2 separate regions of the Mus musculus genome follow, and region 2 is linked to region 1. The links are chromatin contacts, called in public HiChIP or PLAC-seq maps. All regions are on one chromosome and are shown on one strand. The core of a region is the stretch at or near the end of the contact, and the rest is flanking DNA. Distances in the headings are between cores, read along the strand shown. Region 1 holds the start of 4833428L15Rik (RIKEN cDNA 4833428L15 gene). Region 2 holds the start of Scn4b (sodium channel, type IV, beta).

Region 1 (4,524 bases), core at 719-3,218:
ACCTGGTTCTTCGCCTGAACTTGGGTGAGACATCTGGAGGAGACAGAACCGCAGCTCCCAGCTTCTCCCACCTTTCCTACTATGCCTCACAGAAAGCCAGGTCAAAACAGGTGGCTATTTGCATGGAGAGTTCTGTGCTGGCACCTAGTGTATCTTCGGGTTAGCTGGACCCCTTCTCTGGAACCTGTGTGGCCTCTTATTTGAGAATTAAGACAAAAGAAGACTTTCACCACATCAGCCTTCCACGTCAGAGTCAGGCATGACATGGTGCCTGTCTCAGAGCTCAGCTGTGCTAGGCTTCCATTTGGTGGCTGATAAGGCACTCTCCTCACTTTGTCTTGACCAGACAGATTCTGCAAGGCGAGGAAGCTGTGATGGTGTGTGTGCAGGGGCGCGGGGGGTGTGGTGGGGGGAGGTTAGGGAGAGAGGGACAAAGCACACATAGAACAGGCATTATCTGTGCATTGTAAATGACTGGCTTTTTTTTTTTTAAGTATTAGGTTCTAGTGTATATTTGGACAGTGCTGGGGATGGGTGGTCTGAGACAGCTTCTCCAGGAAGCTGACTTGCAGAAGTGACTAAGGGTTTGGGAGCAACACGTACGATTGGGCATTGAGATATAGAGTACCAAATGTCTTCAAAGATTTTTAGCCCAGATGTTACTCAGAGCACCTATGCTCTCCCATTCGTGGAGGGAAACTGAGTCCAAAAGAAACAGCCAGCAATGGCTTTGAATGACCGGCCGGGCGAAAAACCCGTGTTCTTTTCCCCTTACATGGCAGACTCTTAGCACATGTATGACATATGCCTCTGTGCGACCATAGGCTCAAAAGCCTGCGAGTTACAGGGACCCCTCTCCTCTCTCGACCAGAGGAGCAGGATCGAGACTGTCTGGTCAGGGTCCCCACCTCTGTCCCCTAAGCTTGTGGGACTAAGTGACCCCAGGCTGGGGCTGGAGTAGCACTCACCACCCCGGGGTGTCGCGGGGGGCTGGGGCGGGGAAAGCGGCCGCCTAGCCCAGCCCCGTGGATGACAGGAGCCGGGGAGCCGAGGAGGGAGGAGCCGCCGCCGCGCGCTGGGCTGAGGAGCAGAGAGAGCGGGGCGCCGAGTGCGGGCGGCTGGGAGCGCGCTGAGCGGGGGAGAGGCGCTGCCGCACGGCCGGCCACAGGACCACCTCCCCGGAGAATAGGGCCTCTTTATGGCATGTGGCTGGTAACTTTCCTCCTGCTCCTGGACTCTTTACACAAAGGTGAGACCCGCGCTGCCGGCGGCTGGGCGGTGGAGGCGGCGGGGCTGGGATGCGCGCGGCTGGAGGCAAGGTGCGGTGCCCAGTGGGCTCCAGGTGCCCGAGTGCTGGACCCACTCGGGTGCATGGCGCTGGGTGGGCGCGAGAGCTGGGGCGGTTCCGAGAGAAGGGTCTGGTGAGAGTCAGCCTGGGACCGCTTGCCAGCCCCCCTGCGCCTGCCGTTTAGGGGCGCGCCCGTGGGGGGCGGTGGCAAAGGAACCCCTGGTTTTCCCATCGCAGCCCAGCTTTAGTTCTGCCCTGGCCCCCTCCCCCAGCCCCCAGCCCGCTCCCGCGGCTTGCTGGAGCTGGGACCCCGGGGTGCCCTGCGAGCCAGGTGGTCCTCGGACTGAGACTTCATCCGGGAGCCCTCGGTATTTGGGTCCTTGGACCTAGGGAAGATCACTCCTGCCGTAGCTTCGTGCGCCCCTCGACCGCCCTCGACCCCCGCCCTGGCGCAAATGCCGGCGCACCGCATGGCGCTTATCCGCGCCTGGCTGGGTGCAGGGCTGGGGAGCTAGGGGTCCCCAGGGGTGGGGGTTCCCTCGGACACCAAGTTTGTTCTTCAGACCCAAGAGTCGCCATCACCTATGTCTCACCCCTGTACCCCAGGCGCTGGCTCCGGCTTCTCTGCGTCTCCCTGACCACCTTAGGCAGCGCGCCCCAAGGTGCAAGACTCTCCGCTCCGGCGCTTGGCCTGCTGGACCTGGGGACAAGTGTTCAGACTGGGGGGCGTGTCCCTTTCCCGGGAGAGAAAAGGTTGCTAGGGGTGGGTCCAGGTGTCCGGCATGTCCAGACCTGCTCCCGGGGTTCCGTGCACCTGATCTGAGAGGCAGCCGGGACTGAGGGGTTGGCAAAAAGCAGGCATTTTCGATGGTTAGCAATCTGGGCACCAAATCGACACTTGGGCAGCGCGGGCAGTTGAGCTTCTAGGCTGTGGTAGAGGACGTGCCCCCGGGCGCGCAGATGGCAGGAGGGAGAGGAGGCGGCCGAACTCCGCGCCCTTGCGCTGTAGAGCACAGACGCTTCTCGGCTTTACCTGCTCAAGCCTCTAACTTTTCTCCTTCGCGCCCAGAGGGCAGCTTCTCCTTTCGCCCCCTTTGCATGGGTTGGCCTGGTCCAATAATAATTCTTGCCCCTCTAGGCAATGGAGAAGGACAGCCAAGAGCCCGGGGGAGGGGTCTAGTCCTCTGCTAATGCCTGGAGATGTACGGAGTTTGTAACCTGCCAGAGCCCAAAGCAATGCTCGGTAGATTAAAGGAGGAACCTAGCCCTTATTAGTGCTATGGCCGGGTCAGAGCCAGTCTGATGGCCTACTCAGAGCCAGTCTGATGGCCTAGTCCACTGGGATTCTGTCCAGAAGATACGGGTGCTGGGTAGCGGGTGGCCTCAAATGGTGAGCAAAGTAATGGACTTTCTCAGGCCAAGGGGGCCACCGGGTAACACACCAAGGCTAGACTTGCTTGCTTAACTCCTTGCCCCCCTGGACTCCTAATCTGACCTCTTCATCCCACCTGAGAGCAACAATCTTGCCTCCTGCTTCCAGTACACACCACACACACACACACACACACACACACACACACACACACACCACACACACCAATTTTCTTTCTTGGGGCTCTTCCTGCTTCCCTCCACCCTGGCAGGCTGGTTTGGCTCACAGCTTTAATTACGTTAATATTAAATATACATAAGGTGAGGAGCGGCTTTCTCTCTCCATAGCTCTCACTCCAACCCCCTTCCCTTTTCCATTTGTCAGGCAAGGAACACGGACCAGAGCTGTGGCCACACTCAGTTGCTTTGTCCCTAACCTTGCTCCCAGGAACAGCCCATTTCTCAGCCCTGCAGCCTCCTTCACAAATACCTGCAGGACTGCACCCACCCCCACCCAGGAGCGCTGCATTAATAAATGAAGCCCCAGTTATTTGATAGGGAAGGAGCAGATGGGGGTGGGGGTGGAGAAAGGCCCAGAAGGCCACAGGGCAACAGCTGGAGGGGCAGAGCCCTCTCCTACGCAGGCAGGAAGTTGCCACAACTAGGTCTTGTGGGTAGACAGGAGTTACCAGGTATGGCGGCCCTGGGTGGCCTTTGGGTCTGCAGATCCTTGGCTCCCTTGCCATTCAGAGCACCAGCATCTGTGCTGGGCGCCAGGCAGCCTTGCCAGACAGGCCTATCTTTTCCTTGGTGCCTTAATTGGGTCTTAGGTGCCAGGCTGATCCCCAGGGGCCTGTTCTGCTTGGGGTGGCATGGTAGGTGGGTGGTGGAGGCGGCTGGGGAGGGGGGAAGACGTAATGTGGGGAAAGCAAGAAAGATGGGGCGTGGTTTATTTCTCTCTCGTTGCCAGTCACCCCCGCGGCACCAAGGAAAATGTAAATGCGAATGTTCCAGCCTGTTACAGAAAACAATATCCTCTTGCAATAATTTGTACGTCCATCTGTGAGGAGCGGGAGGCGGCAGGCAGAGAGAAGAAAACAGGAGGAGATGGAGCGTCCTCTGGATGGAATTAAGCAGTTATTGAATGTGTTTTAAGCTTCTGTTATTTCCATTCCTCTCAAAATACCTTTTTTTTTTTTTTTTTTTTTTTGACGAAGCCCGAGCTCAGCCTGTTTCCCCAGAACTAAACCAGGAAGGTGTTTTAATAATCGGTTATCGAGTCTCCAATAACTGCCTTATTATTGCCAAAACAAATCCAGGTCTGGGCAGCCAGATGAACCCCAGTGAGGCTCTCTCTGTTGTTACATCCAGCGTGCCAGCATCTGTGTTGCCCGAATTTGCATTTTTACTGTGTAAAAGAACAAGCTTCCTCGGCACTAAAATTCCTGTTTTCTAAAAGCCAAAATAATGGGTTGCATTGATTTTTTCATTTCCCACCCCAACCTCTCCGATGGAGACTCAGGGTTCCTCTCTCTGGAGAAGACCAAATTAAAAGCCTTTGTCAGGCCATTAAGAAAATCTCTAGCATTCCGTTCAGTGTCTAATTAAAAAGGGGGGTTTACTGGGGGCATGTTTTTAAAATCTCGAAGTGGCAAGAACAACTTGGGGGTGGGGGTAGGCAAAGGACCAGTGAGTATCTGGGAGGAGGAAAAGGGTGGGCCAGGACCCTGGCTGCTAGGATAAGATGAAGGGAAAAGCAAGTGCCATGATACCCACCGAGCCTTTCAGATGCCTCCTTTTCCTGGGCATCAACACCAGCTGCCTTAATACATTTCTGCCGCAGAACGAGGAGCTCAATTAGACAC
Region 2 (4,685 bases), core at 1,398-3,897, 290 kb before region 1:
CTCCCTCCTCTCCTTAACTCTATTCTAGCCCCTTAGGAGGCTTAGGGAAGTGGGCTTTCTGCTGAGTCCATTGTCTGGTCAGATAGGGTTTGGGGGCTGACCTACCTGAATCCCCAAGGAAGCAGCTCCTTGCACTTAACCCTGGGCTGTTTCTGCCAGCTTCAGGAGTGGATGATTGCCTGACAGCCCTTTGGCTCTGGTCCATCCCAGCTCAATGTCCCTGCAAACTTCAAGGGATTTCTGAGCCAAACCACCCAGACCTGTGTGTGGCACCCATTCCCAGGGAGCTGTGCCTCCAAGATACCCACGTCCTTGGAAGGAGATGCACATTTTGCTTGCTCTCCCATGACTAGAGGCTTTGGGGAGGAAAGAGAAGGCGATCTGATGGGGCTCCTTAAGAGTTTCCCAAAGGTGGGGAGGGGGAGGAATGGGACCTTCCCCACCCTGTCCCTTGGCCTCCTCAGGAGGACCCCCTTAGCTCTGGTATTGCAGTGGCTTTCTGAGGGGGCTGTGCTCTAGGGATGTAAACGCCTCTCAGCCCACTCCTGCTTTGTGTTTCCCAAGTCCTTGTTCTGCCCAGCTGGGAGCCCTGCTAGTGTTCAGAGAACAGCTAGGAGCTGGAGTTGTGAAACCAAGCCTCAGAGAGGCACCAAGCCTGGATTTACCCGGGACTCTGTCTGTGACCTTGGCCCACACACACACACTCCATCCCTGGCCCACATATTCCTCTGTGTGTGTTTGGGAGGTGTGAGGGCACAGTAAGGGTCCTGTCAGCTAAAACATTCAGGGAACAGCAAGAGATTAGGAGATGTGTGTGGGGGTAGGGCACTGGGGGGGGGGACTGGTCACTTCCCTCTGCCACCGGGATCTAAAGATATCTCTGGAGTTCTATTCCCCCTCCCTCCTTGTTTTCCGGGCAGGGGTCACTTTCTTTCCCATTGGTTCACCTCCTCTCACCTCAGCCTAGAGCTGGGAGAAACATGACCCTGCTGTAAAAATAACACAGGCAGCCTGGATGCCTGGCCTTGCTTGCACAGTGGCAGGCCCTCCCAAAGGTCAAAACCTCTCCTGGACGTAGCTTCCCCTCTGGGGCCCCAGGCTTCTTTGAACTCAGATGTGTTGTGTGTTCAGCCTGTGTGCCCAGGGCTCTGCCAAGCGTGCTAACACGTCTTTATCTCTCTGAGTCTTTACATCCAGTTCTATTTCTAATGTTGGAAAGGCCTGGTGCAAGATACAGGTGCAAAAAGGCACACAAGTCTCAATGTAGGTAATAAATCAGGATAGAGGCGTGGTGGAGAACACCTTTCATCCCAGCACTCAGGAAGGGGAAGAAGAGGCAGGGCGATCTCTGAGTTCCAGGACAGTTTGGCCTACAGGGCTACACAGAGAACTCCTGTCTCAAAACCACCACCACTACAGCAATGACAGCAGGAACAGCAACTCAGGATCATTAAGTAAAGTTTATCTCCCATCCTCGGCCTCTGACTGCTTTTCCATGGTGGCCTAGAAGATGGGATTTCTTTTCAGACTCTTCCCCAGTCATCTTGCTTTTGTGACTGGTCCTGCAGCGACTGGGGTTCCACTCAGGAACCACCCACCTGCTTATCAAACTTATCCAAGAGGAGTCCAACTCAGCAACCCCTAGGGGAAACACTAGATTCTTGGATCCCCAGAACCCTTTAGAACTCAGAGGAGGTGTGTTCCCTGGACTCATGGGCTAGCATGAGGTCCCCTAAAACTAGGAGCCCAGGGCTGCCCTCCCTGTTGCCTAGCATTGAGGATGATGCTATTTTGCATCAGGAGGTAAATATCATGGGGTCACCATCCAGCAGACAGCAGAATTCTCCAGAAAAGTTGTGTGCTTTGTTCAGAGTTCTCCAGCAGCAAACACAGGGCATCAGAGCTGTTCAACTACCATGACAACCAACGAAGCAAAAGAAAACAAGGTTCTCCCCGCAGACAGTTAACATTCTGTATACAACCTCAATGGTCTCTTATGGCGCTGAAGCCTTTCAGGAACTCCGGGTTGGAAGATGGGTGGAGGGTGTGGCGAGGTGGAGGGTGTATTTCCAAGGTTTAACTGGTCTCCGGACAGTGAGGAGGATTTGTCCTGGAGGGTAGCTTGAGTAGTTGACTAGAGGTCTTGAGGGGGGACCTTCTTGGTGTTTACGGTTGCCTCCCCACCCCCGCCTCCCCGCGCTGGGGGCAAAGCACGCTGTCTCCAAGTGACTGCCTGCCAACCCTCTAAGAAGCAAAGAGTCTGTGCAGAAATGGGTTGGTGGGCGGCGTGCAGGAGACTTTGCAGGGGAAACTAGGTTTGCCACAGCCTAAAAGCCATCCGCAGAGCGAATGAGCGGCGCGGCTGGAGGCGACGCGTGTTGGTTCAGGGCTGTACCGGTCGTCCGCAGCGGGCAAGCCGGCACACGCCCACCGGCTGCGGCAGCGCCCGCTGCGGATGTCCTCCCGGCGGTCCCCGGAGAGGCAGCCGCTGCCCTTACTCGTGTTCTCTGAGCGGAACAAAAACAGCCTTCCAACAAACCTAAAAGCTCCACCTCTACTCCCCCGTGAACTCTTCTCCTAATTGGCAGCTCGGCGCTTGGGATGATGCGGGCGTCTGCGGGCTGGCCCTGCAGTGCCAAGCCGCAGCATTCCCGTCCCGCTGGAGAGGAAGAGGGCTGCCCAGGCTGGACCCTACGGCCGTGATACACGGCGCAACGGGCACTGTGCGAAACCGACGGGGACGCCGCCCCTCCTGCGGCTGGAGCGCTTCCAGAGCAGAGGCGCATCGCAGTGCCGCTCGCCCCGGCGTCCTCCCTTCAGCTCCGGCTCCTCCTCCCCCTTCCAGCCCCGGCTCCTGCAGCCGGCTCCAAGAGGCGGCGGGCGCGCCTCCCCCTCCTTGGTCTCCCCCTCGTCTCGCTCTCTCGCGGCTAACTTTCCGGAGCCCCGACCCGCGGCTCGGAGCTCCCCTGGCAGCTGCGGGGCCCACAGACGACCTCGGGTGGAGAGCCCGGCTGTCCCCACTATTCCATCCCAAGCCCCCGGAGCGCTCCAGAGAGAACAGGACCATGTCCCGGGCTGGGAACCGAGGCAATACTCAGGCGAGATGGCTGGGCACTGGGCTTTTGGGTAAGATAGCCCCAGCTTTGTCATTTCTCTCTCTCGCCTCTTTCTTAACCCCACCCCATCCTGAAGGAGGTGAAGAGAAGTGCCTTAGACAAGGTGGCACCAAATGATTGGGATGCCGGTCTTCCTCCGGACCCTTAGCTTTAAGACTATGTTCCCTGGGAACCTTGTGCATTTTCCCCAACCCCTGCCACCCGGGCAGTGAGTTTCTTGCTTTCTTTGATGCCTTTTGGAGCTAGGTGTTGGAGCTGCAGCAGGGAAATCCTCCTGAGACCGGAGTTAAGGCATGCTGGTGGGGTGGGGGCTGGGGTGTCTACTGCCTTGAGTGTGGGGGCTCCAGGGAGTTTGCAGGTGTAGCGGTGTCTGCCGCTCTTGCCTAGTACTATTGACTTGCTTGCTTCCCTGGCAGCAGGAAATGCTCCAATGGGGGACGAGGGTCTCCCTCCCGACTCTTCGCCAGGTTCTCCCCACTTCTTCCTTTCTGGTGTCCATTGCCACTCTTTCAAATGCTGGAAGGACTTAGAAGAACCCAGAGGACCACTCAAAGGCCACCTTTTCAGAAGGTCCTTGTCCCTCTTCCTTTAAAGGGTTTCTTTGGGGAAAGACCTGTTTGGCTTGCTACTGGCTTTTCATTTTGGGGAAGGCTGGGAAGAGAGAGGAGTCAGGCCCAGAGGACACAGAGGGTATAGACTCTTATGGCTATCTATTAATATTCACATGATGGTTTTGAGTGTCAAACTCCAAGAGATTAAGCAATGGTATTTATTAGTCCAGACCAGAATCTAATCTTCTACACAGCCTGACTTCCAATGTAAGCTGACTCCGTCTCTGGCACCTGTGCCTCTTCCTGTTTATATAAAGTCAAGTTTGGTTTTTGACAGCATAACCCACCCACCCACCCCCCACTGGATCAGGCACATGGTGGAGGTATCTGTGCTGGAAGCAGGGGGCACAGGCCTCTTATAGGAAGCCACTGCTGCTCTTGCGCCTGGAACTCACGTGCAGATCTGTCCTATGCGTACCCATCAGGTGTTGGGAACTGTGTTCTTTTTGCTCCTGAGCTCTGCCTTACCTCCCGGAGGCCATCAGATATAGGGCACTGATGTTTTGTTCCATACCATACAGATGTCGTACAGGTTTCATGGTGACTCTTTTAAAGTCCAAAGCTCTTCTTCATGGGATGGGTACAGTGTCATTCCACTGGAGTCCACACTTGGATCATCCTGGGGCTCTCCTGTGGCCACGGTAGGGATGAGAGGTCTCAGAGGTACCAAAGCTCCAGTCATTAAACCAGCCACTGTATGTCGTGGGTTGCTTTACCCCCGTGTTTGGTTGGTCAAGGGAGGGCTAGGCCTTGCCCTGCTAGACTATCCATAGAAGCAGGCTTCTGTGGACAGCCAAGAGGGCTCTAGGTACTGGATGGGGGAGGGGGTAAGTGGAGAGCAGGGCAGAGCTTTGGTATGAATAGGGCAGGGAGTTTGAAAACCATATCGATGAGCGATGAGCGTTGCAAAGAGTGAGGAATGTATAGCACAGAGAGGGATCGTAACCTGCCTAAGGGT

What was found. HiChIP or PLAC-seq counts read pairs in DNA pulled down with a chosen protein or histone mark.
Region 2: an H3K4me3 HiChIP or PLAC-seq map of embryonic stem cells shows a contact between it and region 1, with 2.8 times the contacts expected there. The contact joins the promoter of Scn4b here to the promoter of 4833428L15Rik in region 1. A contact is called at or near these places in 5 of 39 promoter capture datasets (the C10 cell line, embryonic stem cells, liver and 1 more), 2 of 484 Hi-C or Micro-C datasets (bone marrow-derived macrophages and embryonic stem cells), 1 of 115 datasets of contacts at active chromatin or transcription factors (embryonic stem cells) and 1 of 9 other capture datasets (liver).

Annotation. Positions count from the first base shown.
Region 1 is chr9:45,429,264-45,433,787 of GRCm38.p6, forward strand. 4833428L15Rik (RIKEN cDNA 4833428L15 gene) reads right to left here and starts at 1,969. Exons shown (of 5, transcript NR_040732.1): 1 at 1,882-1,969. Dscaml1 (DS cell adhesion molecule like 1) reads left to right here and starts at 1,090. Exons shown (of 33, transcript NM_001081270.2): 1 at 1,090-1,249. The coding sequence starts at 1,204.
Region 2 is chr9:45,135,977-45,140,661 of GRCm38.p6, forward strand. Scn4b (sodium channel, type IV, beta) reads left to right here and starts at 2,648. Exons shown (of 5, transcript NM_001013390.3): 1 at 2,648-3,126. The coding sequence starts at 3,066.